2 separate regions of the Danio rerio genome follow, and region 2 is linked to region 1. The links are chromatin contacts, called in public Hi-C maps. All regions are on one chromosome and are shown on one strand. The core of a region is the stretch at or near the end of the contact, and the rest is flanking DNA. Distances in the headings are between cores, read along the strand shown. Region 1 has its middle 29 kb from the start of wfikkn2b. Region 2 holds the start of tob1b (transducer of ERBB2, 1b).

Region 1 (5,100 bases), core at 1,660-4,159:
GTATTAGTTACTGTAGCTGAGTTACCATAGCAACCGCAGAATCACCACAACAAATTTGTTACTGTAGCTACGTTACCATAGCAACCACAGAATCACCACAACATATTAGTTATTGAAGCAGCATTACCATAGCAACCACAGATTCACAACATATTAATTACTGTAGTTGCGTTACCATGGCAACTGCAGAATCACCACAACATATTAATTACTGTAGTTGCGTTACCATGGCAACTGCAGAATCATCACAACATATTAATTACTGTAGCTGCGTTACCATAGCAACCACAGAATTACCACAACATGTTAATTACTGTAGTTGCGTTGCTGTGGCAACCGCAGAATCACCACAACATAATAATTACTGTCGCTGCATTACCATAGCAACCGCAGAATCACCACAACCTATTAGTTACTGTAGCTAGGTTACCATAGCAACCGCAGAATCACCTCAATGTATTAGTTACTGTAGCTGAGTTACCATAGCAACCGCAGAATCACCACAACAAATTTGTTACTGTAGCTACGTTACCATAGCAACCACAGAATCACCACAACATATTAGTTATTGAAGCAGCATTACCATAGCAACCACAGATTAACCACAACATATTAATTACTGTAGTTACGTTACCATGGCAACTGCAGAATCACCACAACATATTAATTACTGTAGTTGCGTTACCATGGCAACTGCAGAATCACCACAACTTATTTATTACTGTAGCTGCGTTACCATAGCAACCACAGAATCATCACAACATGTTAATTACTGTAGTTGTGTTACCATGGCAACCGCAGAATCACCACAACGTATTAATTACTGTAGCTCCGTTACCATAGCAACCGCAGAATCACAACAACATATTAATTACTGTAGTTGCGTTACTATGGCAACCGCAGAATCACCACAACGTATTAACTACTGTAGCTGCGTTACCATAGCAACCGCAGAATCAACATAACATATTAATTACTGTAGTTGTGTTACCATGGCAACCGCAGAATCACTACAACGTATCAATTACTGTAATTGCGTTATCATAGCAACTATAGAATCACCACAACATGTTAATTACTGTAGCCGTGTTAACATTGCAATCGCAGAATCATCACAATGTATCAATGACTATAGTTGTGTTACCATAGCAACTATAGAATCACAACATTAATATGGTTGTTACCATAGCTACTATAGAATCACCACAGCACATTAACTCAAGTAATTTACTATAGTATCATAGTTCAATAACACTGCGGTATTTACTGTAGTATTTGTGGCGTGGGTGGCGATCAGCTTAAGTTGCTCTGCTCTTCCAAATTAGGTTTAATTAACAATAGGGAACGTTCTGGTTCAGTGAAAGCAAATAATTACTATTCAGATAATGTTGTTTACACACTGGGAAATTAACCAAAAATGTTACCTGGAATAACTTGATGGAGACCTTGTTAGAGACGAATGTGTGCCCGCTGGCCAAATACATGCATTTAATAAAGAGTAAAATAAAAAGCAAACAGACTGCCAAACTGTGTGGGGTTTGATACCCAATCCTCCTATAGCGCATGTGTTTGGACTGTGGGGGGAAAACAGAGCACCCAGAGGAAACCCACACCAACACAGGGAGAACATGCAAACTCTACACAGAAACACCAACTGGCCCAGCCGAGGCTCGGACCAGCGACCTTCTAGCTGTGAGGCCACACACACACACACACACATTATATATATATATAAGTTCACACTCCCCTTCCACATTTAGGCTTAAAAGCTGTACCTAATAAGCTGGGCCATATATTATAAATATAATTTATTTATTCCAAATCCTTTCTTCACATGCTCTGGCCCTTTAAATTAAGCTATTCTTTTATAAATAAATAAAAAAATAAAAAAATAAATAAATATATAGACGCTGGCATGTGTGAAATCAGTCCACTGCGCATGTCATGTTCTGAGCCCACCAGTAGATGTCAGTGTTGTACAGATTGTGTTTCAGGAGTGGATAATTAATATTACAGGCCAGATTGATTATTGACATTTGCACATGCACTAGAGAAAACAATGAGGATTTACTTCTTTCCCTTTAATAGAGTGAGATATAAGAGTAAAGATACACGGAGGAGCTGCCGTTTATATTTATATATAAATGATTTATTAAACAATAAGGAAAATATATATATATATATATATATATATATATATATATATATATATATATATATATATATATATATATACATATATATAAGCTATTTTAAGGTAATAATTGGTAAATCATATTTTATGTATGATTAAATATTAAATACAGTTCATTATTTAAAGTTTAACACTTTATAAAGCTGTAATTAAGCAATTTAAGTTGCAAAGAAAAGTCAGCAGTTTGGGTAATGCCGAAGGAAGTAATTAACATTTGTGAGTACAACATTATCCCAATAAAATAAATAGATTTCTTGTATATTCTATGTTGTGCTTATCATGAAAATCATCCGAAATTACGTCACATATAACTCCAATTTTGACATGTTAGACCCAAATTCATTAATAAGGAGGCATTTGGGGGGGATTATCATTAAACTTAATACCTAAATTATATTCAGATTAGGATTAACACAATTTTGATGTAATAATCTGACTAATGAGTCAAATAAAAAAGCTGTTCGACCTTCGACCTTTCTTAATGTGTTACATAATAATTACACGCACACCATTATGTGCACTTGTGTCTTTATATCTAATGTTTTGGCACAGACACCTCCAGTTTTACTCACTATCAGCATCATTAAGCTGTGCACGTGCTCCTCCTGCTGCTGCTGTGACCTTTGCTCGTGTTTACAGTCTGAGCATCATTGTTTGGGTGCAGATAATACTCTCGCGTGTGTTTCACCTGAGGGCCGCAGGGTGTCGCTGCCGCGCTGCTTGTGTTCATAACCAAACCCCTCATCTCTATGCATGAGTCTGGCTTGACGTCACCACAACACAACATTGCGGCATGTGAGAAGCCAGTTATTGCATTTATTTTTGGCACAGAGCATGCTGGATCTGGAATAGAGTCTGCTGAAGGAGTGCTTCTGTAGTCATAATCCAGCGGGAGCGAGTCTAGGAATAATCCCAGCTAACAGAGACTGCAAACCTCTCTGTATGCGACAGATCATCTGTCCTGTATCCCTCTCTCTCTCCTCCACCTCAGTTCATCCCTGCTCGCCTCTTACATAATCACTTTCACACTTTTCACTCAGTCAGCTGCACACTTATTCAGAGTCACTCACTCACTCACTCACTCATTCACACACACACACACACACACACACACACACACACACACACACGCACACTCACTCATTCTCTCACTCACGCAATCACTCACTCACTCACTAACTCATTCACTCACTAACTGACTCACTCATTCACTAACTCACTTACTCATTCACACACTCACTTATTCACTCACTCACTCATTCACTCACTCACTCACTCACTTACTCACTTACTCACTTACTCATTCATTCACTCACTCACTTACACTCACACACTCACTCACTCATTCACTCACTCACTCATTCACTCACTCACTCACTCATTCACTCACTCACTTACACTCACACACTCACTCATTCACTCACTCACTCATTCACTCACTCACTCACTCCTTCATTTACTTACTCACTCATTCACTCACTCACTCACTCACTAATTCACTCAATCACTCATTCACATACTCACTCATTCACACACTCATTCACTCACTCACTCATTCACTCACTCATTCACTCACTTATTCACTCACTCCTTCGCTCACTCACTCACACTTACTCACACATTCACTCACTCATTCACTCACTTGCTGGCGCAATCACTCAATCATTCACTCATTCATTCACTCACTCACTCATTCACACACTCACTCATTCACTCACACTCACTCACTCACTAACTCACTCATTCACTCACTTGCTGGCGCAATCACTCACTCACTCATTCACTCATTCATTCACTCACTCACTCATTCACACACTCACTCATTCACTCTCACTAACTCACTCATTCACTCACTCACTCACTTATTCACTCACTCATTCACTCACTCACACTCACTCACACACTAACTCACTCACTCACTGATTCACTTATTCACTCATTCACTCACTCACTCACTCACTCATTTACACACTCACTCATTCACACACACACACACTCACTCACTCACTTACTTATTCACTCACTCACTTATGCACTCATTCACTCACTCATTCATTCACTCACTCACTCACTCACTTATTCACACACTCACTCACTCACTCACTCACTCACTCACTCACTCATTCACTCACTCACTCACTCACTCACTCACTCACTCACTCACTTATCAACTCGATCAATAGCTGAATCATTCATTCATTCATTCATTCATTCATTTATTCATTCATTCATTCATTCACTTACTAACTCATTCTCTCACTGTGGAAGAAAGTAGTTGCTCATATGAAAGGGTTTTTGAGACTCTCCTTGTTTGATTATTTTTTTATGTACAGGATTCTGCTGTCGAACTGTTGTATAAACGCAATATCACACTCATAGCAGTGCCATATGGCTGATTATCAGAACTGCTGGGACACTAAGAGTCAACGCACGCCTCCCACTAGTGCTGATATACAGCCATATCGCACTGCTACTCGTGTGATCATGCTCATATGTCTATTAATACACACGTGTCTTCATGACTTTGAGTGTTAATAATTGTGTCGAGAGCTGGAATCTGTGATATCTCTCCGGTAACTCTACAATTCATTATTGATGAGGTTTGTTCACTGTAGCAAAGTCTAGTAGATGAAGACGCTATTGGGCAGTGCCACAGGCTGTGTGTGTGTCTGTGTGTGAGCAGATGCTATATTTGGCATGGTCATGCTGATGAACACACACATCCTCATCATCTTCATTAGCTCAGCATATTCTGGACTTGTTTTTTTTTTTTTTTACTGTTTTGCAATAAAGATCCTGCATTTCCTTTATGGCTTTCAGAATCACACACACACACAAACACACACACACACACACACACACACACACACACACACACACACACACACACACACACACACACACAC
Region 2 (5,100 bases), core at 1,253-3,752, 34 kb after region 1:
TGTGTTTTTTCCCAACATTTTAGAGTGTTTTTCTTCCAAAAAGGTAGTAAAAAATCGTTTTTTTTGTTGTTTTTTTTTGCATTATTGGCAAAAAAGGAAAAGACAACATTGACGTGTGTTGACCAGGCTTGGATGTGCATGTGTATATGTGTAAGTGTGTGTGTGTGTGTGTGTAACACAAGCTTTTAGTACAAACTCAAGGGGGTCAAGATTGAAGGAAGAAAGAAAATAAATCAAATTAAATAACACCCTTGGGCACATGCGCTTATCGGTGACGACTGGGGTCTTGGTTTCCACATCGCAAGTGCGTCTTTGCCTTTCGTTTTCCTTTTTACGCCAACAATCGCTCCTCAGTTAGCCATGACCGGCTGGAACTGCTGGTTTGAATACTGCATGTTGCCCAGACTGAAGTTTAAGCCCTCTATGAGCGACTTGTCATTGACGTTCCCGTACGCCGTGAACACGTCGAAGGCATTGCCGTACGGCAACGGGCTGAGCGCGTTCTCGCTAGCGAATGCTGCGCTGGAGCCCTGCAGATTGGGGAACACAAACTCCTTGGCGTTGGGAGACAAAGCGGAGGGTTTCTGTGGCTGCGGACTCCCAAGACCGAAACCGTAGAGCGAATGCATGGAGCTGGAAATGGCTTTCTGCTTGAGGAGGCTGTTGACATTCAGGCCCAAATTGGTGGGCGATGTGCGTGCAACTTTCCCGCCGTTTCGGCCGCTGTTCTTCATTTTAGTGGAGCCGAATTTGGTGGCGGCAAATGAGGCGGTGGTGAAGGTTAAAGGCTGAGCGGAGCGTTGCGGCATGAAGGACGGACTGACCGACGCCGACTGACCGAATGGCGGCGGCGACGGAGAACTAGACTCGGAGGACACGCCCACCGGCTCGCTGATTGGCATGAACACCTGAGCCTCGGGGTTAAAACTGTTTCTGATTTCTTTATCCAACTCGGAGCCGTTTTCGCTATTATCGTCAATGTATAGCACCTTAACGGCTCCCTTTTCTCCAATCTGATAGGACACCTCGAAAGGGTCGATCCAAACGCTGAGGTCCTGAGGCAAGTTATTGCGGACATCTTCGATGTCCAGTCCGCTTTCTTTGGCTGCTTCTTCAACGACCGGATCTACTTTTTCGCCCACGTGGATACACCTAAACCCGGATCCTTTATATGGCTTATCGGGGTACCAATGTCCTTCGTATTTCTTCTTTAACTGCCTCTCCAGCTCCTCGCCGAAAATGTTGACTCGCCTCCGTGGGAGTTTGTTGTATAGATAGGAAATGATGAAGTTCAGCGCTACTTGTATTTCAAGCTGCATAGCTGTTTTAGTCGAGAGCTGCGTTTTTAAGTGTCGAGTGCTGCAAAAACCTCCAAGGCAGTAGTGATCAGTGGGTGCTGGTGGATGATGGGAAAAATCGTCTCCTTGAAAAGGGGAAAGAAAAAAAAGGCAAGGTGTTCAGACTGAGCTCCACATTATGTAAACAAACACATCAAACCCTCCATCTGATCTGCTTTAAATTCAGCGCTGAGGGGGATTACATAACACGGATTCTCTTGCCTGCTTATTCCGTCAACTGTTGCGTAAAAACGCCTTTTATGCGAATTTAGGGCATCTGAGCACAATGCGACACAGCCAGGCGATATTGCGCAACAGATCGGCGATCGGATTTCCCGACGGTCGCGACCAATGGCGTGCAGCTCCGCTCGGGGCGTGTGTATATGTTGACCAAATTAGTATGTGTGATCGAATAAACATACGATACACACTGGATTCAATTTTCGACATGTATATTTGTTAGATTCCGCTGTAAACATGCGTCGGGCGTGTTTTAAACCCCGGTGAGCGTCGAACGCTCGGTTTGAGACGCGGCCATTATTATGATGAATATGGAATGAGAACATTCTGGATGCTTTGACGCGGTCAGGAGCGAAATAAACGAGCAAAACAAACAGCAAATGAACGCTTACTGACGGAATGAACTTTGGCACGGTGGATGTTTTGGGATTGTCGTGTGGTCAGCAGAGCTGAGAACTGCCCTGATCACACATTTCCGTAAAGCGCACACACACATACATACACATATAGGAGAGAGAGAGGGGCTCACATGACTATGAGGCGAATTCATCATGAAACGAACCATTTATCAAACACATCCAGCTCTCATATCAAGCAGAATATTAATGATCACCGTCTTGAAGCGATAGCTAACTGAAACTCATCTAAAAAATGATTATATCAGATCCTCGGTCTTTAACCGTCGACGCGTCTTATTTCCATACAATAAACCGGTTATATCGTCTTTTCGTGCTCCACCGAGCTCGACTGTCAGCTATATTGTCATGATCTACCCCTTTAAGGAAATGACATTGAAATGCAGCGATGTATTTACTGAATGATCACATCAGCGCCAGATACTTACATTAAACGACCGTGTTTCTTCTCCGCTTCGGTTGCTAGCTAACAGATGTCGACGGGAATATTCCAGTTGGGTTGCATGGATGTGATTTAGTCGATTTTATGTTGATTTGTCTTTTAAAGTCTGTTGTCAGGCAATCCGACTCCCCACTGCCTGGGAGTTTTTACAACTCTGCCCTTTAAACTCGGCTCTGGATCTGCTTTATAGCGCTCCTCCGCCACGGACATGATGTGGGCGGTGATGCGGTTTCCAGAGGTCAAAACCCCAGCGGTGCTAACGATTGGACGAGCGCGCTGACGTCACATGTTTGCCTCTGAATTCACCTTTCTGGTTGGCTTTGCGCCGCGTCAATAATCAAAGCGTCCCGCCTCGTGACCAATAAGCGTGAAGTACATTCAAGGCTGGCGTTAAATGTTATGTATTAAGTATCTTCCTCCCACACGCAGATCTAAACACTATAATACATCGCCTGTTTTATTATGGTTTATGGAAAACTCCTTAAGCCCTCATAAATCTGTTTCCAGTGTTGTGTGTTCATACGAGCTCCTGACAGTATTAAATGCTGTGAGAATGCTGAATGTGTGTTGATTTCAGCAGGTTGAATAGAGCGCGGAGGGACTCTGGTCATTTGTCCACTGGGCTGTGATTTGTCGTTTGTGTGTGTTTTGCGTCGACAGGTCTTCCTCAGCTATTGGCTGGCCGTGTTTTCGTCATCAGCGTGTATGCAAACACACGCTTGTTCAGGGTCTTCAATGTGGACCCCCAAATATAATAATCCTCTGCGAGGGACCCCAAAATAAAATGTCTTTCTGTAGAAGATTTACATTTATTTTTCTGGGTAAAAAAATAAATATATATTATTTGTATTAAATATTTATCCTGCATTTAGTTTACATTTATTATATATATTCTTTGTACTGTGTTGATTAACTGGTTTATTCATTTGTTTGCTTGTTTATACATTTAAATACATTTATTATTTTAATAATTTATTTAATAATTTATCTGAATCGAGCTGTATGATTGCAGCTTAAAGTAATGGTTAGATTATTTTAATTACAATGTATAATTATTTTAATTATTTATCAATTTTGTTTATCCTTTTTTTCAATATATATATATATATATATATATATATATATATATATATATATATATATATATATATATATATATATATATATAGATGAGCATTATCACACGAGTAGCAGGTGCGATATGGCTGTATATCGGCACTGCTGGGAGGCGCGCTTTGCCTCAAGGCTGCAGACCGAGTGCCTTAGTGTCCCACCAGTGCCGATATACAGCCATATGGCACTGCTATGAGTGTGATATTGCGTTTATACAACAGTTCGACAGCATAATCGTGTATATAAAAAAGATTATTAAACACGGAGAGTCTCAAAAACCCTTTTGTATGAGGAACTACTTTATTCCACCATTCATTCACATCTGTAGAGCTAGTGTTTGAATGATTCTCTAGCGTAATGTCTAAAGTGAAGACAAAACAGCTGATTTTGCTCACTTTTTAAGATTATAAGGCTGAACAGCATGAAATGTCGTGAGTCTACAGAGATTTCCCAGTATTTCTGAGTATGTGATATGAGTCCCATCTCACACTAAACACACTACAATTATATGGTATAAATACGGCACTACAACATACAAAAGAGAAAGATCGACTTGGAATACCTGTTTAATAAAGATTTGATCAGCTGTAGTTTGAAAATACGCAGATCTTTTTTTCCCCCTAAGAGCTTATTATGCAGTCTCTGTCGCCATCTGGTGGATGAACAACGTCAACGGTCTTTGCTCTGCTCAGTATGACAGGCTGATGGAGATAAATATTTTAAATAGGCACTATCTTAATAAATAAACTGCACAGTTGCAATCTAAACAACTGCTTTCTTGCCTGAATTGCCTCAAAAGTACATGATGTTGTCCAACAGCTGCAATATTTGTCAGACTGTAGTGAGTTTTTTAATCTGCTGTCACTCTGTGTGGGCGGAGTAATACACAAGAGTGAAGAGGCTGTACAAGTGCTGATATTGCAGAATATCACACGGCTATAAGCCAATCAGATTCGAGAACCAGACAGAACTGTTGTGTATTACTCAACATACACTATATATATATATATATATAATTACATTTTGAAATATATACATTGTACATATATAAATTTTTTAAACAGTAAAAACAATGAAAATTTTTTTAATTTTTAACATTTTTGCTGTATTTTGGATCAAATAAATACAGGTTTGGTGAGCATTAATGTTTTACTGTTCTAAAACCTTTGATCAAATATACTATACTATAAACTATACTATTGTTTTACTTATGTTTTTATCTTGTCTCTTTTTTTTGTCTGTCTGTTTTGTGCCAGGTATTTCAGTCTGTTTTAAAAAAAGAAAGTATTTTCAAATGTATATGGCTAAATCTTATGCATTTTTTAAAATTATGCAATATACCCAAGATGTGGCTAAACAACCTCACATGTCATCGTTATTTCTTTAAACATAGTTAAAACCATAGCAGCGTGCTTCTGTAATGCAGTGTAAATCAAAACCCAGCTCTTGATCAGTGCCGCATGCATATAGTAAGCTGATCCGCCGGGTTGTGTTGCTTTCTATAGCTTCAGGAATAGTACACAGAGCTCATATTTCATGTCTTGTAAGCCAA

The links. A called contact is a pair of places that touch in the nucleus more often than the background predicts.
Region 2: a Hi-C map of an unstated tissue shows a contact between it and region 1, with 5 times the contacts expected there. The contact joins the promoter of tob1b here to the enhancer-like site in region 1. A contact is called at or near these places in 2 of 18 Hi-C or Micro-C datasets (caudal fin and an unstated tissue).

The regions. Positions count from the first base shown.
Region 1 is chr12:1,011,987-1,017,086 of GRCz12tu, forward strand. No RefSeq gene overlaps it. Among named protein-coding and RNA genes, the nearest start is that of wfikkn2b, 29 kb to the left of the region's middle. Within about 2 kb of position 2,910, at least 15 of the 62 cell types and tissues checked have an H3K27ac peak or open chromatin away from gene starts, as enhancers often do.
Region 2 is chr12:1,046,427-1,051,526 of GRCz12tu, forward strand. It overlaps tob1b (transducer of ERBB2, 1b), which reads right to left and starts at 2,503. Exons shown (of 2, transcript NM_212974.1): 1 at 2,422-2,503; 2 at 1-1,423. The coding sequence starts at 1,319. The coding sequence ends at 351.